Linked DNA regions of Zea mays: region 1 is linked to region 2. A link is a contact called in public Hi-C data. All regions are on one chromosome and are shown on one strand. Each heading gives the region's core, a stretch centred on a gene start, on an enhancer-like site or on the middle of the called end of the contact. The rest is flanking DNA. Distances are from core to core; before and after follow the strand shown. Region 1 holds the start of LOC103641608. Region 2 holds the start of LOC100279316 (SNF4).

Evidence for each region. Hi-C and Micro-C count contacts between places; a contact is called where the count stands out from the background.
Region 1: a contact with region 2 is called in a Hi-C map of leaf, with 8 times the contacts expected there. The contact joins the promoter of LOC103641608 here to the promoter of LOC100279316 in region 2. A contact is called at or near these places in 14 of 25 Hi-C or Micro-C datasets (ear, endosperm, leaf and 3 more) and 2 of 3 datasets of contacts at active chromatin or transcription factors (leaf and seedling).

Annotation. Positions count from the first base shown.
Region 1 is chr10:114,985,538-114,992,743 of Zm-B73-REFERENCE-NAM-5.0, forward strand. It overlaps LOC103641608, which reads left to right and starts at 5,814. Exons shown (of 9, transcript NM_001301450.1): 1 at 5,814-5,924; 2 at 6,017-6,239; 3 at 6,347-6,595; 4 at 6,678-6,728; 5 at 6,816-7,076; 6 at 7,157-7,206. The coding sequence starts at 5,814.
Region 2 is chr10:114,817,835-114,825,146 of Zm-B73-REFERENCE-NAM-5.0, forward strand. LOC100279316 (SNF4) reads right to left here and starts at 5,517. Exons shown (of 13, transcript NM_001360964.1): 1 at 5,175-5,517; 2 at 4,981-5,056; 3 at 3,365-3,538; 4 at 3,155-3,271; 5 at 3,020-3,079; 6 at 2,631-2,720; 7 at 2,438-2,557; 8 at 1,775-1,916; 9 at 1,498-1,671; 10 at 865-928. The coding sequence starts at 5,242.

The DNA.
Region 1 (7,206 bases), core at 4,564-7,063, 170 kb after region 2:
CCACCCGGAAAAACAGTGCAACCATGAGGGTGGTATGGGACGCCCTTAGCTGATTTATTAGAGGAACTTGAGGTGTAGTCGGCTTCGCCTTCGTGTCGTCAATGGAGTCTAAGCATAGTACTTGCTCTGCCGAGGCTGGTTGCCGAGGTTCTTTCGATTTGGTTTTGTTAGTCACCCTTCCTATGGGGAGAGGTATTGTGTTTATCAAACTGGAGAAAGCTAACGTGCGGCTATGACATCTGGAAAATCTTTGTAAAGGCTACGTAGTGACACCCTGCCAGATCACCTAGGTAGTGATTAATGGGGAGTAGCGCTCCTCGGGAAGAAAGGGAATCACGGCTGATGGGTAAAGTGTGCAACCTCTGCAGAGTGTAATGAAACTGATATATCAGTCGTGCTCACGGTTAAGAGCGACCTTGGGATCCTCTTTGATTAGAGATACAGATGGTTTGAGATGCAATGGTTCTATTAATAGTTATTGGTTCGATGATGATAATGATGTTCCTCGATGAGGAAAGGATTCACGTGTTGGTTATTACTAAAACTTGGCTTATACTAATAATAAATACCTGACGAACTAAAAGCAACTATTTTGACCCTAACCCCACATAAAGCTTGTCCCCCACAGCCAAACGGGACATTTACTGAGTACGTTGATGTGTACTCACCCTTGCTTTCACAAAACACCAGGTTGCCTTTGGTGTAACCTATGCTCAGCTATAGAAGAAGAAGGCGTCGAGGCAGATCTGTAGGAGTTCCAAGACTTCGACGAGTTCGCGGATTAAGCTAGTGACCTCCCCCAGTCAGCTATCTGTGGTGGGTTTATTTACGTTGGCTACGTTTCTATTATGTGCACTTTGATTCATATTATGTAAATGACTCTGGTCTTTAGTATTATTACCTACTCTTTATTGTTATTCGAAGCATTGTGCTATGATGAGTCATTTATATAATCACTGTGTACGTGAATTTCTGATCCTAACACGTACATGGTTCGCATTCGGTTTACCTTCCAAAACCGGGTGTGACAACGGCCTTACCGGACGAAGGCTAGATGGAGATGCTGGAGCATTACGATGAAGCGGCGAACCGTGTTGTTCACAGGTTGTCCATGGATGGAATTGTTCGCAATACTCCCGATCCTGCATTGTAAACACACCCTGCTGTGATTTGTTTTGAAATAATGGAAAGTTGGATTAATGTTTTCTGTTTTTGGTGGATGATGTTTGTTCGTGTTGGAATCTACCTCTCGAGCCCTTTCTCGCGAGAGTTCGATTATGGAGTCTGCCCGAGGATTATAGTTTGTGCCTTGTTGATGCCTCGGCCTCCATACGTAAGATCGTGGATCCTCGGGTCCTCACCGGGGTGCGGTACCAGCTTAAGTCACCTCGTAACTCTCCATCGGTGGTATTTCCTGGAAGTTCATCAGTGTTATCTAGAGAGTTCGTCTGTTGCAGCTTAGGGCCCATTCACGGGCGGTTTCAACGCTGCTTCGAACATCATGCTGGAGGTCGGCATAAAGGAAATAACTGTGCATTTGTAATCCCACGATTTGCTTTTGTGATATGTTACTAATAATGTTATTATTCTGTAAGCAATTTTATTACAAAACTAACACAACTTGAAGGGGTATGGGATCGCTAGGGTCGTCGGATTTCATTCTCAAATTTTGCAGGGGTTCTTTAGCAAAAGACATCGACTAAAGGGGTATGGGATCGCTAGGATCGTCGGATGGAAAATCTACGCATCATATTAGAATGCCCATACCTTAAACTGGTATCCAATCCTCGCCCTTTGATCAAGATCTAACGGCCCAAGGAATCTCATGCCTTGCTCTCATCCGATCCGACCGCGACTGAAACAACGGTCCAGATTCCATTAACCTGTGATCTAATTGTGCCCATCCATTGTGTGATCAGCGGCTCAGATTCAACACCTATCAGGATCTAATCGAATCTGTCCTAGAGATGGCTACCAGTGATTCTTCAAATCATGACCACGGAGCGTGATGGTGTGACGGCATCGCGGTTGCGCCATCGTCGGTGCGAAACACATCTATTCACCCACCGCTCTATGCTCGAATTTACTCGGTGCAAGAGAAATAGGATAGGAAGGCAAATGTTATGGCATGCTTCTTACTCGAGATTATGGCGACGACCCTACTACCCACAAACCAAAGCTATCCCGCTGTGCGTTCGCCACCACGACGAGAAATTCACCAGTGTTATTGTCACAAATCCACCTGGGTGTGGCCACGACCACCACCCAGGGGACGTAATGAACCTTTCAGACCCGCACTCGCGTCCCGAACGGCGACAGAGGCGAGGTTCCACGGCGCACGGTGGCATGGTGACTCCGCCTAATCACCAGAGTGTGATTCCTCGCAGACCAATCGTAGCCCAGCATGGTGTAGAGTTGGGCATCATCAGCGTGCCATGGAGACCTGCCTAGCCCATACTTTGAGGCACGGGAGACTGTTAAGGTGAGATACCCCATGTCCATGTGGTGGCTCTTCCTTCCCCGATCTCCACTCACGGCTCGATTTGTTTTGACGATATGGCGTAGGGGCTCGATGAGGTGGTCCAGAGGTCGATAGTGCCTAGCTTTATATGCACAATAGAGATCCAGTCGCGGGGCACTAGATCGAGGGAGGTCGTATGACGATTATGTTGCAACGACCGGTGCGAATGATGGAATCGATTACGGTTTGGTTAAGGATGGTGCTGACAAAAGGGGCCCACACCAAAGTGAGTGGTGTGGGCGTGTGGACGTGGGGTGAGGGGTTGGTTGTCAAGCAGGGCCCATGTGTCGATTGGTGAGAAGGGAGGAAATTGGGCCACGCGAGGAAGCCTAGGTTGGTCTGATGAAAATGGGTTGAGGAAGGTGAAAGGATCACGATGCCAAGAGGGTGGTGAATTGGGCTTCTCAAAAATTCTTGCGAAAGATTAAACCCAAAACAAGAGCCCAACTTTACCCAACTACTAACTAGAATATAAAAGCTATGAAACAGTAAGCAAACCCTAAGTCGTCATGGCAAATACTAGCAATGCAAATACACAAATTAAATTGCTTAAAGTAAATGTGGAATATAAAGTAGGGGCAAGAAAACTCCTCCAATTTTTTCCGAGGTGTCGAAGAGTCGGCACTCTTCACTAGTACACGTTAGAGCACCTGCACAAGGGTATCACTCCCTCTTGGTCCTTGAAAGAACCAAGTGCTCACTATGAGATGATCCTTTGCCTCTCCGGCATAGTGGATCCCTCACGACCGCGTACAATCACCGAGTCGGGTCACCAACAAATCCTCCCAGGTGATCACCGAGCTCCAATCGCCACCGAGCCATCTAGGTGATGTCAATCACCAAGAGTAATAAATTGTAGACTTTCACTTGACCAAAATAAGTCTAATGCATGTTGTGTGTGCTCTAGGTGGCTCTCATGCGCACTAATGAGGTCCTAACATGGGATTATGATTTTCCTAATCACCTCACTAGACTTTGTGGACTTGCAATGCTCTAGCAATGAATGCTTGTTAATTGAGACAACAAGACAATAAATATGACTGGTGGAGCAGGAATAAATAAACCACCCAAACTAGTAGTTACATGGTTTTCTGCACATGGGCGCACCGGACAGCCAGGTGTGCCACCTGAGCGCTCCCAATGGCTAGTTCTGACAACTAGCTATTACATGGAGGAGCATCGTACATTGTACAATGAATGTCCGGTACACATCGGACATTCCTGTGCCTCTAAAAAACGGCTGACGCTTCCTGTTTGCTCACGGGTGCACTTGAGCGTTCTCTAGCCGGCTGCATAGGGCACCACCGGACAGTCTGGTGTCCCCAGAGCAGCAACACTCTATTTTTCCTTGGATTTTTCTAAACCAATTTTGATTCCAACTTGTGAGTGAGATCTTGAGTGACACCTAGCACTAGTTTTAAGTGTGAACATGCACCGACACTACACTAGTTATCTCTTGGTCAAATTACTCATCTACAACCCCTCTTTATAGTATGGATAAAGTAAAAATAAAAATCCTAACTCTATACCAAGTGTCCCACAACTCCTTCGACACTTATGATATGAAGACCTTCGTCTTTTGATTCATCTTTTCCAGTCGTCGCTTCAAGTTCTGATCTGAGGGATTGTTTTCGCTTGTTGGAGTGTAGCTCCCTGCATTGTGACCTAACTTACCATTTGTTCTGCAAAACACATGTTAGTCACAAATAATCTCATGTTGTCATTAATCACTAAAACTAACTAGTGCTCTAGATGCTTTTAGAAGGCTACTAGGCTGAGTAATTGGCCCAGGCGCAGCCGCGCAGGTAAGGGCAGGGGCGAAGCCAGGATCTAAAATTAGGGGGACCAAATTAGATTAGGGGGGCTATTAGAAGTATTTTTTGCACTATTTACATGAGAATTAGTTAAAAAACTAACATATCCTATAGATTTAGGGGAGCATTAGGGGGGACATTGCCCCCTGTCGTCGCCCCTGGGTAAGGGTTTTCTCCTTTTGTTTTCCATTTCTATTTTCTTATTTTAATTCACAAAACCAAATTCAAATACAATTATATGTTTAAGATTGCAATATTAAGTGCACAAGCAATAAAATTCCAACATGATGCAATATATAAAGAACCCAACATGAGATGCAAGTCATGTTTATTTTATATGTTAATTATTTATTTAGGGATATGCTTAAACCATGGAACACATACACAATTCTTTATAGGAATATAGTATTTTGAATGTGTAATATAATTGTAAGTTAATTCAAAATTAATATCCATTACTTATTTACTTTGAGGAACTTAACATATAGCCTTTACCAAGGTTTACTTTAATTCATATAAGAAATCTTTTTTTAATTTTTTTATTATAGAACCTATCTATTTTTGAAGAAGTGGCTCCAAAGATAAGAGATTCTTGTTTTAAAACACATTTTCAATTCAAAAATTTTAGATGATTTTATTATGTTTCCAAAATAAGATTTTAGGTGTTACACAGAATCAGAAAAAAGCTGAAACAAATACGGTCCTTATTTGCCGCTCGTTTTCCCTGCATATCAGTTTGTTTTAGTTTTTGTGTAACCGTATATTCACAACTGTTCTCGTTTCCACTGTCCTGTTTTCAGTAAAAAAAAATAATAACAGAAATGGAAGAAAGTTTTTTCGGACGGTTTTCGTCCGTTTTCATCTCTTCGGAACAGTGGATCCCTCCCCTCGTTCACCCCACACGTGTCTGGCTCCAGAGCCGTGGTTACGAAACGCTCCACTCCGCTCCGCTTTCCCAGTTCCGGCCACCGAGCATGGCACCACCCCTTCCCTCCGTCTCCCGTGGTTCGCGGGCGCTCGTCCAAGCATCCAACCCCAGCTCCGTGCGTCGCGGCGCGACCACCGGACCTATAAGTACGGAACGCTCATGTCCGCCTCTTGCTTTCCTACCTCTCCGCCCCCGTTGCCTCCCACCGCCGAGACGACGCGGACTTCGTACCCTCTCACCGACGTGTGCGCCGCTGTCTTCCCCGGCACTCACTGCTGCTGGTTCGGCTCCCGAACCTTCGTCGACTCCGCATTTCTGAACAGGGTTTGTGATCCTCTTCACCTTTTTGTTTAGCGGTTGATTCAATTCCTGGCCAGCTGAGGATTTGAGATGCTTGGGTTACTTTGTAATTTTCTAAAAATGATCTTAGGTTCTGTATTCACCACCTGATTATTCAAGCGTTGCGGTTGAAATCTTGTTTGCAGATTTTTCATACATTCCAATAACCTCCTAATTGTCCGAAGGTGTCATATGTGACGAGAGAGCACAGATGTCTCTAGAAGTTGAGAAGCCACCAGAAACGACCAAGCAGCTCAAGCGACAGGATTCACTCTATGGTGATGCAGAAAAGGTCTCCGGCTTCAAGCACCATGGCTCTGAGGTCTGCTTCCCAGGCAACTTGGTTACCGTGTTGCAAAGATGCACCGTCACTGACAGAAAAAATTTACTACAATAAAACTTATGGTGACACAGGGAGGCTGGCCGCGGTTGCTGCAGCTTGCATTTCAGAGCATTGGCATCATCTATGGGGACGTCGGGACATCACCACTCTATGCGATATCCAGCACCTTCCCTGATGGCATCAAGGACCAGGATGACCTACTTGGCGTCCTCTCCCTCATCCTCTACACCCTAATCCTGATACCAATGGTCAAGTACGTCTTCATTGTGCTTTATGCAGATGACAATGGAGATGGTAAGCTCATAAGACAGGAAATTTCAACCTGTCAACCTGCTGTAGTCACCATATTCCTGCTGTTTATTCGGTACTTCACATTTAACAGCAACATACTGCTGTTCTAGGTGGCACGTTCGCCCTCTACTCACTTATATCGCGGCACTCCAAGGTAAGGCTGATACCAAATCAGCAGGCTGAGGATGCCATGGTGTCAAATTATGGCATCGAAGCGCCCAGTCCGGAACTGAGGGTGGCACAGTGGCTGAAGCAGAAGCTCGAGTCTAGCAAGGCGGCAAAGATTAGCCTCTTTATCATTACAATCCTTGGCACATCAATGGTGATGGGGGATGGAACCTTGACACCATCAATTTCTGGTAACAGAAACAGTATACGGAGAAGTCATAAGCACATTCGTATCCAGTATTCAAAATCCTAACGTGTTTCTTGCTTTTCTAGTGCTCTCTGCAGTGAGTGGGATCAGGGAGAAGGTGCCAAGCTTAACTGAAAGTATGTGAAAAAAGAGCTCCTACAGACATTGATCAGTTGGTACGCTTTGTTCAACATGTAAATTGTTTGCTGTCACTTTTCGTGCAGCGCAGGTAGTCTGGATCTCAGTGCCGATTTTGTTCGCGCTCTTCTCGGTCCAGCGCTATGGTACAGACAAGGTCGGGTATTCCTTTGCTCCGATCATCACACTATGGTTTTTTCTTATTGCTGGCATTGGAATGTATAACCTCATTGTGCACGAGATCGGTGTTCTCCGAGCCTTCAATCCAATGTACATAGTGGATTACTTCAGAAGGAATGGGAAGGATGGATGGGTTTCACTGGGTGGCGTTATCTTGTGTGTCACAGGTAAACTTTACATCGAAAAGTGCAATTGCGATGGTAGTTATTAGTCTACAATCTCAATGGGCTGTTGTCATATGCAATAGGCACAGAAGGAATGTATGCAGACCTAAGCCATTTCAATATCAAGGCCATT
Region 2 (7,312 bases), core at 4,267-6,766:
CTAAAGCACTGAGTAGGAATTATGTCAAAGGTCATGGAGTGGCTAAATAAGGATAAAGTGGCAATTAGGATTTCATCACCTGAGAATTACCACTTTTTACAGAAACAATTCCTATATATGATTGCATTACCCCTCTCATTCCCTCAAAGATGAATTCCACAAGAAATAAGCAAATCACTTCGACCTTATCAAGTGGGCTCCCAATGGCATTTTGTCATTTTTGTGAGTCAGCTAGCTTAGTTCATTTTCCAGCATGCCATTCTAGTTTATTTCAGCAAGTTTCGACACTACCCAATGACCCAAAGCTTGTAGGACTTGCTCCCTATATATCATCTCAAGAATCTCAAAATACACACCCCTTCCAAAAACCAAGCCATAGGTGCCCAAAATAAGCATTGCTTTCAATGTTGGAAATAACATAAAATCGTATAAGGAATAATATCTTCAAAATGGTTTTAATTTGAGGTGCATTGCGCCATTGTACAAAGGTGCATAGCACCATAGCCACAATGCAACAATTCAACGGGCCGAGGCTAATTGGTTTCATTAGTACTACCTACAGTCATAAAAACATGTCATTTAGGACAAAATTTAGTAAAGCTTTAAAAGCTAAGGACATCAATAACTTTTAAATTATTTAGTCTGAAAACATGTAGGTTAAATGTGTAGAATTCTATTGGAAAATACTTGAAAAAACTCATACTTTGAAGGATTTTAATAATATACTATAGAAGAAACTAATGGTCAAATATATGCATGGAAGACTGTGCAAGTCAAATACCACAATATGTTTGGTTGGAGGGAGTACAAGAAAAATAGAACAGGATAGCAGCATGGCAAAAGTAAATGTTATAGTATGCAAACCTGAGTGAGTAGACATCACGGAGGGATCCATTGTCATCAACTATAGGAATTGAGCTTACTCTATCTGGAGAAGAATGAATAGACATAATAGTTCAATTCAGCAACCATTACTTTATAAAAATGACAGCTCGGAAGCAGCACATGCCAAAAAGGACAGGCTGACAGCACATGCCAAAAAATAATCCTCACTAGAGTAGTAGATTAACAAAACCATCTAAAATGTTGCATAAATTATACTGATACGACCTTGCTCACTAAGTTCTCCAAATGGCTAGTAAAATGCATTTCCTAATGTGCCACTGCAGGAGCAAAATAACACCAATTTGTAGGGAGCAAAGTATACAGATCTGGGTGTAACACTTAGCAAGTTCTGCAGGAATCTATACAGATCTGAAGACTAAAGTGATGTGAGGCTGATGCATGATCCTACTGATCATTTCAGGTGTAATTTTATGTATTTTCCATGGTACATTAGTTCATACGTTTACTGTTGAACTGAAATTATTATATGTAATCTTCAAGAAGAACAAATCACATACTGAAGTTTATTGCATAGTTCGTGATTGTCGTTTATGATCCAAAGAATCAGTTGAAAGTATCAATACAAATGTTGCGTCTGAAATGTCAGCGTACCTTGAAGCAGAATATCCAGGCAGGTATTTAGAGGAGAACTCAGTAGCAAAGTTCTGAGTTGCCTGCTACTTGACCTCCCCGTATGTGGAGACCATGTACCAATAGGAATACTGAGAAGCTGATTGTGCAGAAGGGAACAGCCCTCAGCCTCTTCTTGTAGCTTCGAGCAAAGAACTAAAAGGTATCACCAAGATAAAAAAAGAACATACAACTCAGCACACATGTGAAATTAATCAAATATGAACCAGTATTATAATCTTATAAAACAATATCATACATTTCAAGATCCCCTGTAAGGTTGCAAGATTAAGGAAAGGCACCCCTGATGAATCTGCCATGCACTTAAAGATAGGAACTGAAGATATTTCATTTCTGATTATAGTCAGTGCCACATCCACTAAATTATCTGAATCCTTAACCTGAAGAAAGACATTTAACACCATAAGATTTAAAAATATATATATACTATTACACCTTAGTTACAATCAATACAAAACATTCAAATTAAACTACTGTGAAACCCCCACCCCCGACACACACACATACAAACTCATGTGAAATAATATAGATGATGAAATACACAAAACTCAAAACTGCAGTTCAAATAATTATAGGGACATGATATTCCAAAAAATATATATCTATGTTTATCTTGATTCATTGACAATGTCAGTCATCATGACCATATATATTTTCCTACAATCATTTGATATTTTTTTAGGAAATGATGGCAATAGTGTCAATTTATCTTATTTCAAGACATAAGATGATTTGTAATTTTTTTAACACAAACGGCATCAAGCTTAAATGCTTAATGTTGTATTGGAGACCATATCTAGAATTTCATACAGGTAATATATTTATATTATGAAAGTGCTGATCTTGCAACTGCTTACACATTGAATCAAATGAAAGAATCAGCAAATATATGGAGAAGTACATGGATTAATGGCCTTCTCTGCATGGCAGCACCATCAGGCCCACCATAGAACTGTAGCTTTGCTTCTTTCCAAGCAGAAATGGGCTCTTCGTTGCCAATAACTTGAATGTTTCTCTGCAACTGCATAGCAAATGATAATTAGTAAGAACATAAAATCCTTCCAAGAAGAAACAAAGTAATTTATTCCACCCACCTTTCTCAAGATTAAAACAAAATCTGATGCAGTGAGCATGCCTGTTATGGTTCCCTGACGGTCATCCCAAAGAGGAACCAGAGCAAGACCCTATGAGACACAAAAGGTTTGAAGCTATTCTTAAATTATTAAACTGATGCCACGTATGCAGTGCAGATGAAAGAAGTGCCTGCTTCTAGGAGCGATTTTGTTGTGTTTTTAAACTGCAAAACATAATAGGAAAACAAATTAAACTGCTACTTAAAAAGGCAAATAATTGCTAGCACACCTTTAAAAATTCTTCAAAATGAAATTAAAAACAGAGCAAAGTTGAAATGAGAGCAAACAAGCACCATAGAGGGAAAGTGAACTATTTGAAGCAACTCTAGCAAGCACAGTAACATACATACCTCATCATGCATTATTTTAAATGCTTGTTTAACAGGAAGCTGAGTGTCCAAAACTGTTAACTGAAATGTTCATATGAAATCCGATTATACACATAGTCTAAAGAGAAGTGCTGGCTTGCAAGAAATAAACCTAACCTTGCTAGAAAGGGGAACAACGTCATATATGGTATTGTGTAATAATATTCCAGAGACCACATGGCGGATAACTGCTATTTGCATGCTTGGGTTCTGAGATGATGGCTCCGGGGGCATCTTTGTTTATTTAAGGCCACAGTAAATAACAGACCATTAGTTATCAGGAATATGGAGAACAAGAAAATATAATGTTAAACTTCTGAGACATACTGTTTTCAAAATGGTACCCTTATCCATATTAGTTCCTCTGATAGAAGGCTCTGGCTGCACAACAGGTTGTACATTGTTTTCCACAAGCACTTCATTGCTGATCAGTCCATATTCATCACGTACAAAGGGTTTTGTCTCATCACACCTCCAGACACCATCAACCAAAAACCGGTACTGAATTGCACAAAAATGCCATATAAATGTATGTGGCACAGAAAATGCCACAGGAGAAACAGAATATCTTATGCAAATAGCTGGGCAGTGGGCATTTGTACAGCAAATGTGCACTACTACAGTATCATGTTCAAATAGCTTGCTAACCATTGAACGGAATCAAACCATCACATGTGAACATCATGATTTACAGAACTTGCAATAACAAGGGTGTGAATTTGGTACCTGTGCGCAATGTTATGTCCAAGAATTACATTGATAGATGAAAAAGCGACACATCAAATACACAAATCCATCGTGAATATGTCAAATATATCATGTTTCGATCAATTGCTGGAATTGAAAAACATATTGAAGTTCAAAATAGTTGTCTGGTATATGCAAAAGTAGTTCCATGTAAAGCCAACAGTTAAGGGGCATTCAGGATTCATTTAATCTAACTGCAAGTACTAATTGCTGGGGAAGAAGAGGTGCAATAAAAACTCCATGTACAGAAACCTGAGAGACAGAAGTGTGGCTGTATTTAATCATCACTCACTTTACAATGGCGTTAAATGGCTGCTTTCTGATGCAACAACTGCAATGGCATTCTACCTTACAGGCATTATGTAACGGCCAAAACATCTTGTCGGAAACGAAAGAGACAGTGGGATGTGGGCTGTCCTCCAACACCTATGCTAGGTCTGCCATTATAGGATACAAACTTTATAACACTTTATATCTAGCTATGGATAATGTTCAAGTTCATGCTATGGATACATCTGTCTGTGGTTTACGCAATGTTAGAACTCGTGATTGAACTACAGTACCAAATCAGGCAAGTTTTAACCAGGAGATTTCATCTGGCTGCTAAATTCAAATATGGACACGGAAAGTAAAGGGCCATGTAACGTATCAATAGTTGGCAATGCCTGATACCGCCCATGATCCATGTATATTGAGATCACAAGAATACAAGACGCTTAATTCCAATGGTCAGTTCACATAAGACCGCCATCCCAGCATTTATTAACCACTAACCCTTACGCGCCACACCAAAATCCAGCAGGTACAGCAGTTTGTGCAGAAATAGAATAGCTCTCCAAACATACGTCTGCCGAGAACCTCAACATGACAACACCCACCTGCCACAACTACCAACTAACCGAGATGCATTGCCACCCCACCCCACACCAAACATAGGAGAAACTAGTTCGTCATGATATACAAGCCAAAACACACCAAGCTCGTTTCTAGACAATCATGGAAAGTAACAAGCCACACTAACAAGGACGTCAATCATGCAAAACTAAAAGTCTTACTTCTATGTAGAAGGATACCACCAAGGACTATGAGGCCTAGCTAGCCAGAGCAGAGTAACAAGCAGTGGAAAGGACGAAAGCAATTAACAAAGCACAGAGCAAAGGGCGAGCTGAATCAGAGCAATCCGCGCAGCGACCCACCTGGTAAACTCCGGGGGGCAGATCGAAGACGACCTGGAACACGGCCCCGACCAGCCCCATGGGACACTCTCTCCACCTGCAGCCACAGCAAACAAGAGCAGGAACAAGGAAACAGCATTACACCCCTCACCCTCAGCCACCGAGGCCAAGCACTCCCCCGCCACGACATGGAACCTCTGCGTGGTCGTACTCACCCGGTGAAGCTACCGCAGAAGGTGGCGCTCCGGCCGCCGTACGGCCACGAGAAGCGCTGCAGCACCATGGCTACGGGGAACCCTAACGCGAGAGAGCTAGCTAGCAGCGCTGGCGGCCTCGACGCCGGCGAGACGACCGACCAAACCCTAGCCTCGCGAGACCGAGCCCATCCGCGGGGACCCAGCTGGCCGGCCGGCCGGCCCGTATTATATGGCGAGCGAGGCTGGGGGAGAGCGGGGCAAAGGGAAGCGCACGCGGAAGAGGAAATCTTTGGTGTGAAGGGAGAGCGGGGCTCTGCCCTGCTGGGGTGAAGCGGAGCGACAAGCGAAGGAGGAGTGAGGAGAGAGAAACCTGGGTGTTGGAGCGCGTGTGCGCCTGCTTACGCCGTCCCCGCCTTGTTTTGTTGGTTTCTGCTTTGGGTTGTTGGAGGGTACGGCAGTCTCGTCGCCTCGCTTGCCCAGTGTTGCCACTGGTTTTCTCGTTTCCGCCCTCTCTTTTTTTCTTCTTTTCTTTATTGGTTTTTTGCACTGAAATCTGTGGGGGGCGCTTTGCCTGGCGTGCTGGACCGACGGCGCTGGTTCTTTGGTAGGGCTGGAAATAGATGTCTGAATATCCGAAATATTTGTATTTGTATTCGTTAAAACTGCTAATATAGATATCAATATCCGTATTCGATTTCAATATAGATATCAAATGGATGTATTTGAATTTAATTTATAGTACTTTTCTCTATCCGATTCCATATTCGTATTCGAAAAAATCATTAAAACATCTGATGCTATTCGTATCCGTGAAAAAAAATATGTTTCGTGAAACCATTTCAAACTTAACTTATCACTAATTACTAATTAAAAATGATTTTAAGTTTAATAATATACTAGAAAAATGATATATATATCATTTATTAAAATATATTTATATGATAAATAAATAAATATATAAACCTTATATTTCTAGTGATATTCAATATTAAAATTCAATAGATTTTCTTAAACATTCAATTATAACTCTCCATTTTATCTATATAGTGGACACATCTCAAGGAAGTTCCATAAACATTCAACTATAACTCTCCACTTTACAATATATAAATAAATTTCTTCAAGTTTTCATTTAAGTTTTGGTACACACATTTATATAGGACATTCATTCATTTTAGAATAGAAAATTTGTTTTTCTTGGTACATTTACTATTTTATATCAATTCTAATTTACTTGTATTTGTACAAATGTCACGCATTAAATATCACGTGTTGTTGTTTATCTTTTGTTACATGCTTCGATAGTTTAAAAATATTGTTTATATAATTTTGTTGACTTGGATATGGAGGATCACGAGAAATCTATTTTAATTTAAGTTTGTTTTGACTATCTATTGACTATTTATAAACTTGTACTTAAATAAAAATCCACATATACATATGTTAAATTTTTAGGGTACGTTGTTTGAGTGGAATTGAGTAAATATCCGAATAAGAATTCAGATTCGACTATCCGTTTTGTATTCATAGCGAAGATATTCAAATTTGTATTCAAATTCGGACTAAAATATGGTAAACTGTGGCATTCGAATTCGTACCTGTGCATATTCGATCTGTTTCCACCCCAGTTCTTTGGGTCGGAAGGGAATGATTGGCCGGTGCTCTGACAGAAATGGTCCGAAAAACTTATCTTCTGTTTTTGTTACCATATTCTTTTACTGAAAGGGGAGCAATATAGCCTGAAGTGAAACCGGTTGCGGGGTATACACAAAAATGGATTTAAACAAACATAAAACGGATTAAAAACAAACATATATGCAACGAAAACGAGCGGTCACCGAAAAATTTGGCCAAAATATACAATATTGTACCATCACTCAACAAAATACAATATTAGAAGTTTAGGACACTATAAACATAATTTCACAAGTTTAAAAGTCAGCACAAACACATAAGTTGTTTTAAAAGAAATCAACAATGTGCGCAAAGGTAATAATTTTTCCATTAACATTCATCAATCATCAACCCAAACTTGCGGATATATAAGAGAAAAGGGAGTAGCTTGTAAACCCAAACTTACGGATATACAAGAGAAAAGGCAGTAGCTTGTACGATTGTACTTGTCGTAACAGGCTAACATAATAACATCAAATATT